Regions from separate parts of the Sus scrofa genome. Here all the other regions are linked to region 2. A link is a contact called in public Hi-C data. All regions are on one chromosome and are shown on one strand. The core of a region is the stretch at or near the end of the contact, and the rest is flanking DNA. Distances in the headings are between cores, read along the strand shown. Region 1 overlaps PIK3R1 (phosphatidylinositol 3-kinase regulatory subunit alpha). Region 2 has its middle 330 kb from the start of PIK3R1. Region 3 has its middle 58 kb from the start of CD180. Region 4 has its middle 260 kb from the start of CD180.

Region 1 (3,064 bases), core at 442-2,941, 360 kb before region 2:
CAGGGATGCAGGGAGGTTGATAAAAGTGCAGGCTACTTTAGATGTCTTAGAAATTGTAAAACACATGAGATGTGCTATACAAAGGACTATTACCTATTACAGAATTTTAGATGATGTTTGGTTAAAGCTATTACTTCTTACCTCTAGTCCCACTGACTGCTGTGTTAGATCTGAGAAGTTCTGAATAAGAGCATTTTTCTAAAATACAAACTGTCTTTAAAACTGTTCTTAGAAAACAAAGGAAGAAAACTTAAAATTAACCATGGATCTGACTAGTCAGCTACTCAGCAAACAGTAGCCTTGATGTATTCAGCATGAACTACAATTAGGGTTACAGGAAAGAACTCTTCAATGTACCAGAGCAATTTAACTTATCATTTGATATAAAATATACAGATAGAAAAAAAGTTTTCATAAGGACCACTGAGTGAGCATAATGTTCTAATTAAAAGAAATAAACCCTAAAGTCTGTAATTACGACCTGTTTAGGTGAGAAACTTTCAACACATGCTTCTCGCTATATCCCACTGAATGAAGAACAGAATTTTCATCCCTCAGTGCTGCACCCATGCAAATATGCCCACAATTGACTCTATGCCAATTCTTTTATCTTCTACCTAACTAGAAGAAAAAAAAAAATCAAGTCGAATTATTTCAATTTTAAAAGGTTTTTATGTATAAATAAAAGATCGCCAAGGCTCAGTGGTGAACAGAATTTGGGTCTGCTGTGGATAAGCCCCACTGCTGCTTATACACATCTGTCAAATCCACAGGAATGTAATCTTAGTAAAGATATAATTAATGCAGCCACAGAACACTCCAAATTAATGCTTTAATTTAAAGTACAGCTGTTTAATCTTCTCATTGTAAGAGACCAGAATACCTAATGCTCAATTCAAGAAGAGCAGGAAGTAAACAACAGTAAAGAGAGGAAACTGAAGTTACTCAATTGTCCATGAAGCTTAAGGAACCATTTTATGAAGTTTTAATTAAACAGTTTCTTGTCCTCTGGTTCATGCGGTTCAACGGCACACTCTTCAGAATCTGGATCCCCAAACTAACCTGCTTTTCCCCCTGAGCTGCCAAAGTTAATTGAGCACTTGCTAAAGCCCCAGTCTGGGAGCTAATCTTGATGTAGCTTCTTTTTGGCTGGCAAATCAAACTGTCTGTAAAGCAAAAGCAGGGCTGCCAACGCTGGGATCCCCGTGTTTACTACCACAGCTGGTTTATAGTCCCACTGAAGGAGAGAGCAGAACTTTCCATCTCTCAGTCCTGCACCCATGCGAATACACTCCTTTCAACTGCGCTTCCAGCTGATTCTATCTTCTACCTAACTAGAAGAAAAAGATCAAGTTGAATTATGTTAGTTTTAAAAGGTTTTCATGTAGAAATAAAAGATCACCAAGGCTCAATCGATAAAAGAAGTTTCTCCAGTGAACATTCTGGGGAAGAAAGAAAGATACAACTTTAGTACAAGTTCCTAATGGGGCCCCGGGCCACCTCCTTCCTGCACAGTGAACTGACATCAAGGACCTCTGTTGACAATCAGCTACAAATTATGGGACTGACTGACCAGGCTCCAGAGTAAAATGATTTATTCAGCTAAAACTATGGTAGAACAGAACTTTCTCCTTCCTAACCCCACCCTCTTGTAAGTTTCAGTGAAACTTCCCTTCAAAAATGTTCTAGGTTACGACCTCCATGGATGGTTCCTCCCAGAGCTGAATTTTCTCTGAGGAACATCCTCTCATCCAGTTGAGTTCATAAGAAGGGACATTTTTTTTTTTTTTTAAAAAAACAGGAAACAGAACATCCAAACCTTTTTCGAAGTTTTACGTGTCTACTCAGAGCAGAGGAACAAATCTTTTCTTAATCAAAATTAGCCTTTAACAATTAAGAGGCCTAGCAGGTTTACCAGCCCATCAGAGAAGTTCAAAAATAACAATTTTTCTAATACCAAGAACAGAAATACAAGTTATGTTTTACATAACACAGAGGCAAAGGGCTCAAAAATGGGCTTTCCTCTTTCATCATGGCCTTTTGTAAATATTGCAACAGTGGACCAGTGGGAATTCTGACAGGAAAAAAGTCCCATCAGAGACTGGCTTTTTGTTTAAAAAAAAAAAAAAAAAAAGTCTTGCTTATGCAGAAAATTCTTGCTTTTTTCCATTATGTGGTATCTGGGGGAGGGTGGGAAGAGGAAGGCTTCTTTCTATATCTGTAGAGCACTGTAATTTAAAATGAGTCATGTAAAACATAAATGAAAATGTTAACCTCTGAGACAGGGGTCAGCAAATCTTTTTCCCTCTTGGATCCAGTTTTCTCTGGAAAGCTTACAAAACCCAAACCAGGGGCTTTCCCTATAAATACATTCCTACTTACCCAGAAAATGAAGGTAAAGTCTGAAAGAAGACAAGTTCAAGAAAGAGGCCTTGAGAATGTGAGACAGCCTGGGTATAGCTCAGCTTCGGGCTATCTGGTCAACCCAGCATACGTCTCGTTTCGCAGGAGTGAATTTTCCCCAATCACAGCTACATAGGATACCTTAATTCCTCCAAGAGGGGTGGATTTTTTTGCCCTACGGTTAAGCCATATTGCAGTAGTTGACCCTGGGAAAGTACTTGAGAGCCTGGCTACCCTTGGAAGACCTCTCTTTCTGAGCCCCCAGCTGTGGCTCACTGGAAGTAATGCTCCAAATAAAATCATTAAATCCATCTTGACGACTTAATGAAACCACTAGCGCCTTGGACTTCTCCTCTGGCTTTCTACATCACGCCTGACACAAACCAAAGTTTGACTGCTATGGAAGACTCAACCAGAGGCCACAAGGAAAAGTTCAGATCCCTGATCCATGTTCTAGCTTCAGCTGCTAGTCACAGCTGCTCTCTGAGTGAAAATTAAGCTTTTATTTACCTAATCCATACATTCTTCCAGACCGGAATTGCTATCAAAGATTCCAACTCTAGGTTCAAACACTGACACTGCTCTGACACCACAGTACTTTTCTGTGAATGGAATGAGATCATCTATGATACTTCATGTTATTCTCTCTCTATTGCAAGAA
Region 2 (3,529 bases), core at 184-2,683:
AATCACGGTCAGTGCTAATGACACAAAGACACATCATTCTGGAGAGAGAATGTGTGGGAAGGGAATGAAGCTGTCACTAATGAACAGGCTAATGGAACTTGATGAGCAGTGAAAATCAATGAGGCAAAACTGCCTGCCTCAAAAAATAAATGAGGTAGGGATGACGAGTGCCAAACCACAGCTTATCTCAAGGCTGTGCTCCAGACTTTTTCACCCAGTGGGACAAAATTCACACCAATCACATATCATCTCTGGCATGGTCATGAGTTACGGCCATCAGTGCATTCAATTCTATAATATTAATAACAGCACTTCCATGCAGGGCCAGGTACAGAGCAAGACACTAAGCATGAAGTAAGGAAAAAGGTAGACCTTGTCCTGCCCTTCTGGGGTCAACCATTCCTATGCCAAAAATACATGTTAGCTTCTTTACCCATAGACACTGCATGTTTCCTCTTCATCTCATCAGAACTGCCACTCTCATAATCCTCCTTATCACATCATCATCACTATTAATATTATTTTATTACTCAATATGACCCCCAAATTATCTCTATACCTCTTCAGCTGCTTATAACTGCCTATATCTTGAAAGCTTATAATCGCAGTACCCACTTATGAAACTTTATCTGTTATTCAATCTGTTGTCCAGATAGCACAGACTGTGTCTGAGACACTTTCTACCATTTTCTGTAACACTGGAGTGCCCAAGACATCTGGAGCTCAAGCTGTCTTGAGCACAACTCTCAGACTCTCTATGGCCAGACTCCTGTAGGCTTTGAGTACCCCAAAGGGTGCTTGGATCGATAGGAATGAAAGTGTTAACAATCCAGATTTTCCATTCTGGTTTCCACCAAATGAAAAAGAAACATTTCATAGATAACCTGAAAACCTTCTGACCAGAGGTGGATCCTTTAGACATAGACCCTAAAGGATAATCAGTTAATGGAATCAACCTAGCTGACTCAAGTCTTAAATGGTGCCAGACAATGGAGTGTTCTGTATATTCCAAGCCATATATTCTGTTCCTGACTCTGCTTCCTTGGGAGTCAGTGCATTTATCTGGGTCTCTGCTTTCTCACTTGAAAAAATAGTCATATTCAGAGCAAATCATAATATTTCAGTGTTTGGACTTCTCCATAATTTACTCTCTAAGTTCTTTAAATAAAGAGGGCATGAATGAATGCCTAACATTTTCAGGAAGGCATTTCTCCATGCAAAGCTATATCCCACATCAGTGCTCTCATTAGCTTATTTGCATCTGAAGGCTGTAGGCAAGCCGCACAAGGCTACTGCTTCTTGTTCAACAGAAGCAGCCTATGAAAGTCTACCTCCTTCTCATGTTGCATTTGTTGTCCACTATCTATTGATTACTGTCCGCCTCCAGATTCAGGATCATTTACTAGGTAGTTAGCAATCTTATCTATTGACATTTGTGCCCCTGGTTTCAAGGCCACCACTTCTCTTGGCAACCGGCATTGGCACATGCCCAGACCTCTGGGTCCTGCCTGGATTTCTGACTCCATGTTTTGATTAAGCCATTGACTTAACGGTCCCTGGCTCCTGGTGACTTCTCATGCCTGTCCCAGATCTGGGAGACTGCCTCCATTCTCAGACACTTGGTTATCGCAGGTCCCATACCCTAACCTACCTTGACTTGTGTCTATGACTCATGAGTGCCTGCTGTGTAGATAGCATCACGCAGATACAATTATGTGAAATGGTGCTTGACTGGCTTGAAAGAGGTTGTTTACTCAGTTGGACACTGAAAAAGACTTCAATGATAATTACTAAAGCTGTATTCATTCTCGCTATTCTCTGCGTTCTCAAAATCCTGCCAGGAAAAAGGAAAGGAAAGGCAACTTGCTCTGCCTTTCTGTTTAAGGACTCACTCAAAGGAACTCGCTCTGGTTTAGACCTCTGCACAAAGTCTAGCAGCTGCTGCCTTTATCATATGAGGCAACTTGAGCTAAACAAAATGAATTGGAACTAAACATTGTAAGCAAGGGATATTATTTCTGTCATTTTTGGCTGCCACAAAATGTCGAGAAAATTACGAAGTAATAGCTACCACTGTGAAAGAGAATAAGAAATAAAATAAACTTTTTATGCCTCAGGAAAAGCTTTCCATTCCTTCTACTTTTATAGGCCAGCACAAGAGCTTTCTGTGGGTCTTGGCACCCGGCATCCCATAAACAATCATTTGCACACACTAGGAATCCAAATGTGTGCTGTTCCTGGGGTCTGTATCCTTCACCTTGACAGAAACAGAGAAGGAGTTTTAATAAGATTTATTTTATACACAGAAATTGCCTCTTTTGTCAGCAAGAAAGAAATCTAGTTAAATGGATAGTCTTATAAAAAGCAGCGTAAGCATTTTTAAAATTAAATCACACCTTATGAGACTCAACGTTTCTTCTTCTCCCACCTATCCCCAAATTCACCACACAAACTTGGTAGTGAACTTCCTTCTAGTTGCTCAAAGTACTGGCAGGAGCCCATAGAAAGGGAAAAGTTACCATCTAATAAAGCTCTTAAATGTACATTCAAATGCTGTAGAAAACTAAAAAAAAAAAAAAAAAAAAAAAAAAAAAAAAGAAAGAAAAGGCTTCAGGTGGTAGTGCCACATTTAACTTATCTTAAGGTTTTCTTACTTTGCTTCAGGATAGGGTCTGGACAGGGCATTGCTGGGGGTTGAGGGAAATAGGGGACAGGATCCTAGAGGTGACTGGAGCCAGGAAGTGACTACAGACTGGGAAAGAGACCAAAGAAGGGGCAAAAGGGAAGCAGTAATGTAAGAATGATTGTAAATTCATTGATTCAATTCACTTTAGGACCTGATGAGTTCAAAGATGAGAAACATACTCTGAGAATGGTGTGGTTTGCCCAGACTGCTGTTTACCCCCACAGAGCCCATCAGTGACCTGCACTGCAGACAACAGCAGAGGGGGTTTGCTTCATTAGACCCTCAAACAATGAGAAGATTAGACTGTAAGTTCCTCTAGGAGAAACAACACTTCCTGTACTTTATTTTTGGCATGTGAAGGCCTTGTAGAAAAGCCTGAATCTCCTTATCTCTAGCTCTGAGCTCTTGTTATGTCATGTCTAGTGGTCAGCTTGGTATTCTATTTTGGAAAGGAACAGGAAGAAGGGAGGTTGAGAATAAAATGTAACTATCTTTGAATGGTATTTGCCATGAGAGGCTCAGGCAGTTCCTAGGTGAATTGTGGTGGTGGTTTTCTTTGGGTAGGTGACAAGTGTCTGAACTTTATGCCAAAAAGAGAATTTTGCAGCAGAAAATGCAGGTTCTAGTTCTGGTTCTGCAATTTCCTATTAGCAAGATTTTTAAGCATAGCCTTTGACCTTTCAAAGGTAAATTTTATTCATCTACTATGTAAAAATAATGCTCGCCTGTCTTCCTTCTCATCTGGTATTTGAGAAGGTCAGAAAAGAAATGAAAGGGGTTTGTAAGTACAATAAAGTGTGAAATATATCCATTCATTCAGCAGACATTACTCAGCCAAGATAA
Region 3 (3,470 bases), core at 946-3,445, 460 kb after region 2:
ATTACAAAAGTCACCAGACCCAGGGAGTTCTTAGTCGGAATTGATGGTTCTTTATAGCTCCTCCCAGCCCAGATACAACTGACCAGTTGGGGTCATTTTATCACCAGCAATGTTACTTGGAAATACAGTTTGCATTTTACCCTCAAGAGGTTGCCATTGAAAGAGCTGTACAGTTAACAAGGTCAAGTTCTCATTCGGAAGGAAAAGGTTTCTTTGCCCTTTATCCACCCACCCTCGTATGAAAGAGTCTACAGATTCTGCTCTTCCATAGGAAGAAGCTATATAGCTGCAAGAGTGTTCTGACATCTCTGGGGAGACATGGAAAGACATGGGTGGAAGGAGAGGAATTCCAGAACCAACTTTATCTCCTCCCTTTGTTCTTTCTGAAACAAGCCCTACTTGAAGTATAAAGCTGATGTGTTTCTTGGTTTGTTTGTCTGGAATAGGGAGGCCACTGTGGCAACAACCCAGACAAATTTAGGGCTTCACCTGACACCACAGACTGAAGTGCTTTGGGACTATTAAAGCAGAACGTAAATGAAGCCCATTCTCCACTGCCCCTTCAGATCAGTGGGCAGAACAATCTTACCTAGAGTCCAGAAAGTTACCTATTAGCCACTCCTGAGGCTCACAGCTCTTCTGAACCCCTGAAGGCTGTGCTGCCTCCCAGGTGAGGCTGCAGGCCTGTGACACAGGACTCCTCACCTACAACCGTTTCTCTCAGACCCCTGAGCCCTTAGGCCCCCTCAACTCTCTACTCCCTTCCATAGGGAACCCTCTTTTCCTCCCAGATTTTGTCCCTTGGCTTCACGCCATGTCCCCCGGGATGGAGCAGGAGAGGGAGTTTAGGGTCCACTTGGACAAAGGACAGAATGAAAGTATTTATTTCCACAGTGATCAAATCAATTTCCCAGTGAGAGTGGGTGCCTCAGTAACAATCTTCTCTTCTGTTCTGCTAAAAGGATCTCTCTTTTCTCCCCCTTTGAGCTACATTAATGACAAGTCTTCTGTGAGTTCCCAGGTGGCACAATGGATTAAGGATTGGGCATTGTCACTGCTGAGGCAGGGATTCAATCCCTGGCCCTGGGAACTTCTGCATGCCACAGGCCTGGCCAAAAAATTAAATGAGAAGGACACAGCTTCTTCTCTCTTCTTAGCTTGGTGGGTGCCATCCCCAGGAGATGAAAAGAAGCAAGGAACTCATTCTGCACATAAATACTTTCAATTTTACAGCAGCCTGCCTTATTTCAAGAAACTGAATGTCCGTCCGTGGAAAAAGGTCAGCCCTAAGAGAAGACCTCACCTCTTCCTAAAAGGTACCGCATGTGAACTCTTCAGGGAGACCTGTGTTTTTATCTTTAGGGTCCTGCTCTATCCTCTGTACAGCCAAATCCTCCTCTTACAGCTTGTGGACTGGCACCAGCCCAATAGAGAAAACTCAGTTCTTTTCTCCCTTAGCAAGCCCAATATGCTTCTTTAATAATTCTAGTGGTGCTCTGGTCAACTGTCCTAAGAGCCAAGAACAGGCTTGGTAGGGAGCAGGGGTGATGGGCAGGACAGACAAGCTGGCATCTGTGGACCAGGGGGAGCTGTGCATTGATTCCTTAATGAATTTGTTTAAGGGGGGAGATGAAATATGGGGCAGAGTCTGAGAAGACCGAGGGGGAGAGCTGGGGAAAGAGAGCAGATGTTGTAAAAGATACTCTTTCATGTTTCCTGTGCACTAGAAATCTGCAGATGTATGTTGGCAGGGCTACAGTCAGAGAACAGAGGGAGGCTGGAGTTTACACATCTGGAAATCATTTGGCAGAGGGCAGAGTTCAAAAGCTTTCTGCTTCAGCCGCTCACAGACCCTCCTTGATGCGCGGGCCGTGGCTGAGTGAGGGGCCACCATCCAGAGTCCCTCTGGCCCCCCTCCGGGGAAGCCCGACCTAGGCTGGTGGGTCTGCCTCTGTATCAGGTCAGTCACATGGAAAAGTTGAAATGCTGATAAAAAGAGAGAAGGAGGCGGGGAAGGAGGGGAGCAAAGCAGAGAACGCACCATAACTGAGAGAAGCCTGGCTGGAAATCAAGAAACAAAATGTACTTGGACCCAATCCAGTGCATGAGTTAACTTGAGAGCAAAGAACACCATTCAATGGAGGAAAAAAAAAGGCCTTCTCTGCTGCATGGTAACACCCAGGGATCATACTCACACCACATTGACTTTTCTCAGAAATCCCTATACATTGTGCCTTCACTGATTTCAGGAATGCGAAAGGCCCTCCTGATCCTGAGGGAATTACTCCCTTTGGAAGGATTTATGGGGTTCTGCAAAGAGAAAGAGCAGGGTTTCTGAGGGCCCGGTCACCACGCTCTGACCCAAAGCCTCTGCAGCCACTGTGAGACGAGGTCGTCCCTCCCAGAAGCGGGCAAGGTCAGTGTGGGTGCTCAGCTCCCCTCAGAGGAGGAACACATCTTCGGGGTGAACTTGGGTCCCAGCTCCAAGTTCCTGCCATACTCAGCCGTGCAGACACAGTGGTTGCAGCTGCTGTCAGGCTGTGCTTCGGGCTTCATGTAGCCTGTGTAGGAGGTGAACTCACAGGGAGTGGTAATGAGTTAAAGACTCTGGAGCTCACCCAGGTGGGTTCATGAGGCCCAAGACCTCAGAAGAATCAGAGTCCACCTGGGGAGGGAACAGAACACATGAAAAGCTAAGTAAGAAATACAGCCAAGGAGTTCCCATTGTGGTGCAGCAGAAACGAATCTGACTAGGAACCATGAGGCTGCGGGTTCGATCCCTGGCCTTGCTCAGTGGGTTAAGGATCTGGCAATGCCATGAGCTGTGTTGTAGGTTGCAGACGTGGCTCGGATCCTGCGTTGCTGTGGCTGTGGTGGAGGCCGGCAGCTGTAGCTCCGATTAGACCCCTAGTCTGGGAGCCTCCATATGCCACAGGTACAGCCCTGAAAAGACAAAAGAAAAAAAAAAAAATACAGCCAAATTAATAAATGCCAAGTGTGAGGTAAAACATGTTCAGACAGATGTCCACCCCCCAAGCCTGTTTAACTTCCTGTCCCCTCTCCCTTGATGGATATCTCTGCCACCCCTGCAGTTACCCAGGCCAGAAATGTTCACATCTCCCCCTCAACATGTATCCAATTTTTTTTTGTCTTTTTTTTTTTTTTTGCTTTTTCTGGGGCTCCTCCCGTGGCATATGGAGGTTCCCAGGCTAGGGGTCTAATCAAAGCTGTAGCCACCAGCCTACACCAGACCAAAGCAACGCCAGATCCGAGCCACGTCTGCAACGTACACCACAGCTCACAGCAATGCTGGATCCTTAACCCACTGAGCGATGTCAGGGATTGAACCCACAGCCTCATGGTTCCTAGTCAGATTTGTTAACCATTGAGCCACGATGGGAACTCCAACATGTATCCAATTTGGCCACAGGTTCTGTTCATGTTTTGAATGTGTCCACCTACCAATCCCA
Region 4 (3,082 bases), core at 54-2,553, 260 kb after region 2:
GATATACAGTGGCAAAGGCTGAAGGAATATTTTCTTCTTAATGTTCAATAGCTTTTATGTAAAGTTTTAAGGTCCACTTCTCTCAATCATATGGTAAGCATATTTTATTTTTTTTCAGAAATTGCTAGACTATTTTCCAAACTGGTTATTCCATTTTATAGTACCAGCAGCAATGAATGAGAATTCCAGAACTCCATATTCTCAGACATGTTTGTTACTCTCAGTTTGTTTTTATCTATTCTAATGACATACAGTGGTATCTTACTATAGTTTTAATTTACATTTTTCTGATGTCTAATGATAGTATCTTTTCATGTCTAAATGTCCATTTGTAGATCTGTTTTTGTGAAATGCCTTTAAATTTTTGCTAATTTTAATTGGTTCATTTAATTTACTATTACTGAATTATAAGAGTTATTTATATATTCTGGGTGCAAGTCCATCATTCAAAAGTTCCACATGGTTCTTTTTTTAATATATCCTTCATTCCTCTTCACATTATGCTTATGTTTTATTTTAAATTGTGGAATATTTAAAGGCTGTTTTAAAGTCTTTGTCTTCTAATGTCATCACCTCTATCATTGATGGGTCTATTTATCATGCCTGAATTTTCTCTTGATTACTGGTTACATATTTTTGCTTCTTTTGACCCCTCAAAGTTTGGAACTGGATGCTGCATTATTTATGCTATGTTGTTGTATATTTAAATGACGTCTTCATTGTAAAAATGTTTCCTTTCAACTTGTCAGGCAGTTAAATTGAAAGGATCCGCTTGACCGTTTAAGGTTTCTTCCTAGGCTTTGTTAGGGCAGGTCTAATCTGGCCATACTTACGATGTCTGACTTTTCAGGAATCTCTACCGAATGCCTTAGGTGTCCACTGAGTTCTCTTTCCTGGCAGGTTAAAACTAGAATGGCTTTCTGTTCATAATTGTCTGGCTTATTCTTTGGTCATTCTTTGCTCTCCTAGTGTTTCTTGCTGTACATATACACTTAAGTTTTCATTTGAAAACTCAAGAGTCACCCACCCCATACCTCTACTCCCTTGCAGTCTTGGAGCTCCTTCTCTGAGAAGCTTCCATTCTTCTGGTACTCTACTATTGTCTACCATGTCTAGCTGTCTCTGTTTGCACAAACTCTGATATCTGTCACCTGAGTTTGGTGAAGACACTGATGCTTCCCTTGAGTTCCCTCTCTCCGGGCCAGGATCCACTGAACACCTACATGCAGAAAGCTGTGTCAGTCTAGGGCTCACCTTGTTTGTTTCTCTTGCCTCATGGGATGCAATCCTGTCACTTGGCTGATGTCTGAAACCTGTTGGTTGGTATTTCATCCAAGTTCCTACTTGTTTACAGTGGAGGGGAAAGTCCATTACTAGTTACTCTGCCATGACCAAAAGCACACTAATCCTAAAAAAATATTTCTCTGTGTGGATGTGTAATGAGAGGATCAACGAGGAGACTGGAGCAGCTGTGGTGGTGTATGAAGGCAGTGTATATAAGAAAATAGAAAATTTTGTTTCTCAGGATTGCGTCTGGGTTTTTTGTGGTTACATATAAATTTTTGGATTGTTTGTTCTAGTTCTGTGAAAAATGTCATGGGTAATTTGATAGGGATTGCATTGAATCTGTAGATTACTTTGGGTAGTATGGCCATTTTTACAATATTAATTTTTCCAATCCAGGAGCATGGACTATCTTTCCATTTCTTTACTTCTTCTTTAATTTCCTTGATTAATGTTTTATAGTTCTTTAGGTCCTTTGCCTCCTTGGTCAGGTGTATTCCCAGGTATTTGATTTTTTGGGGTCCAATTTTAAAAGGTATTGTGTTTTTGTATTCCTTTTTTAAAGTTTCATTGTTAGTATACAAAAATGCGACTGATTTCTGGACGTTAATTTTATATCCTGCTACATTGCTGAATTTGTTAATCAGTTCAAGGAGTTTTTTGGGTTGAGTTTTTAGGGTCTTCTATATATAACATCACGTCATCTGCCTACAGTGACAGTTTTACCACTTCTCTTCCTATTTGGATGCCTTTATTTCTTTTGTTTGTCTGATTGCTGTGTCTAGTACTTCCAATACTATGTTGAATAACAGTGGTGAGAGTGGGCATACCTGTCTTGTTCCAGATTTTACTGGGAAAGCTTTCAGTTTTTCCCTATTGAGTATTATATTTGCTGTGGGTTTGTCATAAATTGCTTTGATTATGTTAAGGAATGTTCCATCTATACCCACTTTGGTGAGAATTTTTATCATGAGTGGATGCTGAACTTTGTCAAATGCTTTTTCTGCATCTATTAAGATGAAGCAAAAACCAAGCAGGAGGTTAACTCTCCCAGAATTCAGGCACTATTACAAAGCCACAGTCATCAAGACAGTGTGGTACTGGTACCAAAACAGACATACAGACCAATGGAACAGGATAGAGAACCCAGAAATAAACCCAGACACCTATGGTCAATTAATATTTGGCAAAGGAGGCAAGAACACAAAATGGGAAAAAGAAAGTCTATTCAGCAAGCATTGCTGGGAAACCTGGACAGCTGCATGCAAAGCAATGAAATGAGAACACACCCTCACACCATGCACCAAAATAAACTCAAAATGGCTGAAAGACCAAAATATAAGACAAGACACCATCAAACTCCTGGAAGAGAACAGAGGCAAAACATTCTCTGACATCAACCTTAGGAATGTTTTCTCAGGTCAGTCTCCCAAAGCAACAGAAATAAAAGCAAAAAGAAACCAATGGTACCTAATCAAATGGACACATTTTGCACAGCAAAGGAAACCAAAAAGAAAACAAAAAGACAACTTCCAGAATGGAAGAAAATACTTTCAAATGATGCAGGTGACAAGCACTTAATCTCTAAAATATACAAACAACTTAAACAACTCAACATCAAAAAAGCCAACAACCCAATTGAAAAATGGGCAAAAGACCTCAGTAGACATTTCTCCAAGGAAGATATGCAGATGGCCAACAAGCACTTAAAACAATGCTCAACATCCCTAATTAGAAGAGAAATGCAAATCAAAACTACCATGAGATACCACCTCACACCAGGCAAATGGCCACATTA

Evidence for each region. A called contact is a pair of places that touch in the nucleus more often than the background predicts.
Region 1: a Hi-C map of liver shows a contact between it and region 2, with 3 times the contacts expected there. The contact joins two enhancer-like sites. A contact is called at or near these places in 2 of 47 Hi-C or Micro-C datasets (embryonic fibroblasts and liver) and 2 of 2 datasets of contacts at active chromatin or transcription factors (alveolar macrophages and skeletal muscle).
Region 3: a contact with region 2 is called in a Hi-C map of liver, with 6 times the contacts expected there. The contact joins two enhancer-like sites. A contact is called at or near these places in 1 of 47 Hi-C or Micro-C datasets (liver) and 1 of 2 datasets of contacts at active chromatin or transcription factors (skeletal muscle).
Region 4: a Hi-C map of liver shows a contact between it and region 2, with 6 times the contacts expected there. The contact joins two enhancer-like sites. A contact is called at or near these places in 2 of 47 Hi-C or Micro-C datasets (liver and skeletal muscle).

What each region holds. Positions count from the first base shown.
Region 1 is chr16:46,461,543-46,464,606 of Sscrofa11.1, reverse strand. All of the region lies in intron 2 of PIK3R1 (phosphatidylinositol 3-kinase regulatory subunit alpha), which reads right to left. Among named protein-coding and RNA genes, the nearest start is that of PIK3R1, 28 kb to the right of the region's middle. Within about 2 kb of position 1,691, at least 13 of the 83 cell types and tissues checked have an H3K27ac peak or open chromatin away from gene starts, as enhancers often do. A contact at or near this core is called in liver, where this site is marked.
Region 2 is chr16:46,105,470-46,108,998 of Sscrofa11.1, reverse strand. No RefSeq gene overlaps it. Among named protein-coding and RNA genes, the nearest start is that of PIK3R1, 330 kb to the left of the region's middle. Within about 2 kb of position 1,433, at least 7 of the 83 cell types and tissues checked have an H3K27ac peak or open chromatin away from gene starts, as enhancers often do. A contact at or near this core is called in liver, where this site is marked.
Region 3 is chr16:45,644,031-45,647,500 of Sscrofa11.1, reverse strand. No RefSeq gene overlaps it. Among named protein-coding and RNA genes, the nearest start is that of CD180, 58 kb to the right of the region's middle. Within about 2 kb of position 2,195, at least 44 of the 83 cell types and tissues checked have an H3K27ac peak or open chromatin away from gene starts, as enhancers often do. A contact at or near this core is called in liver, where this site is marked.
Region 4 is chr16:45,843,297-45,846,378 of Sscrofa11.1, reverse strand. No RefSeq gene overlaps it. Among named protein-coding and RNA genes, the nearest start is that of CD180, 260 kb to the right of the region's middle. Within about 2 kb of position 1,303, at least 1 of the 83 cell types and tissues checked has an H3K27ac peak or open chromatin away from gene starts, as enhancers often do. A contact at or near this core is called in liver, where this site is marked.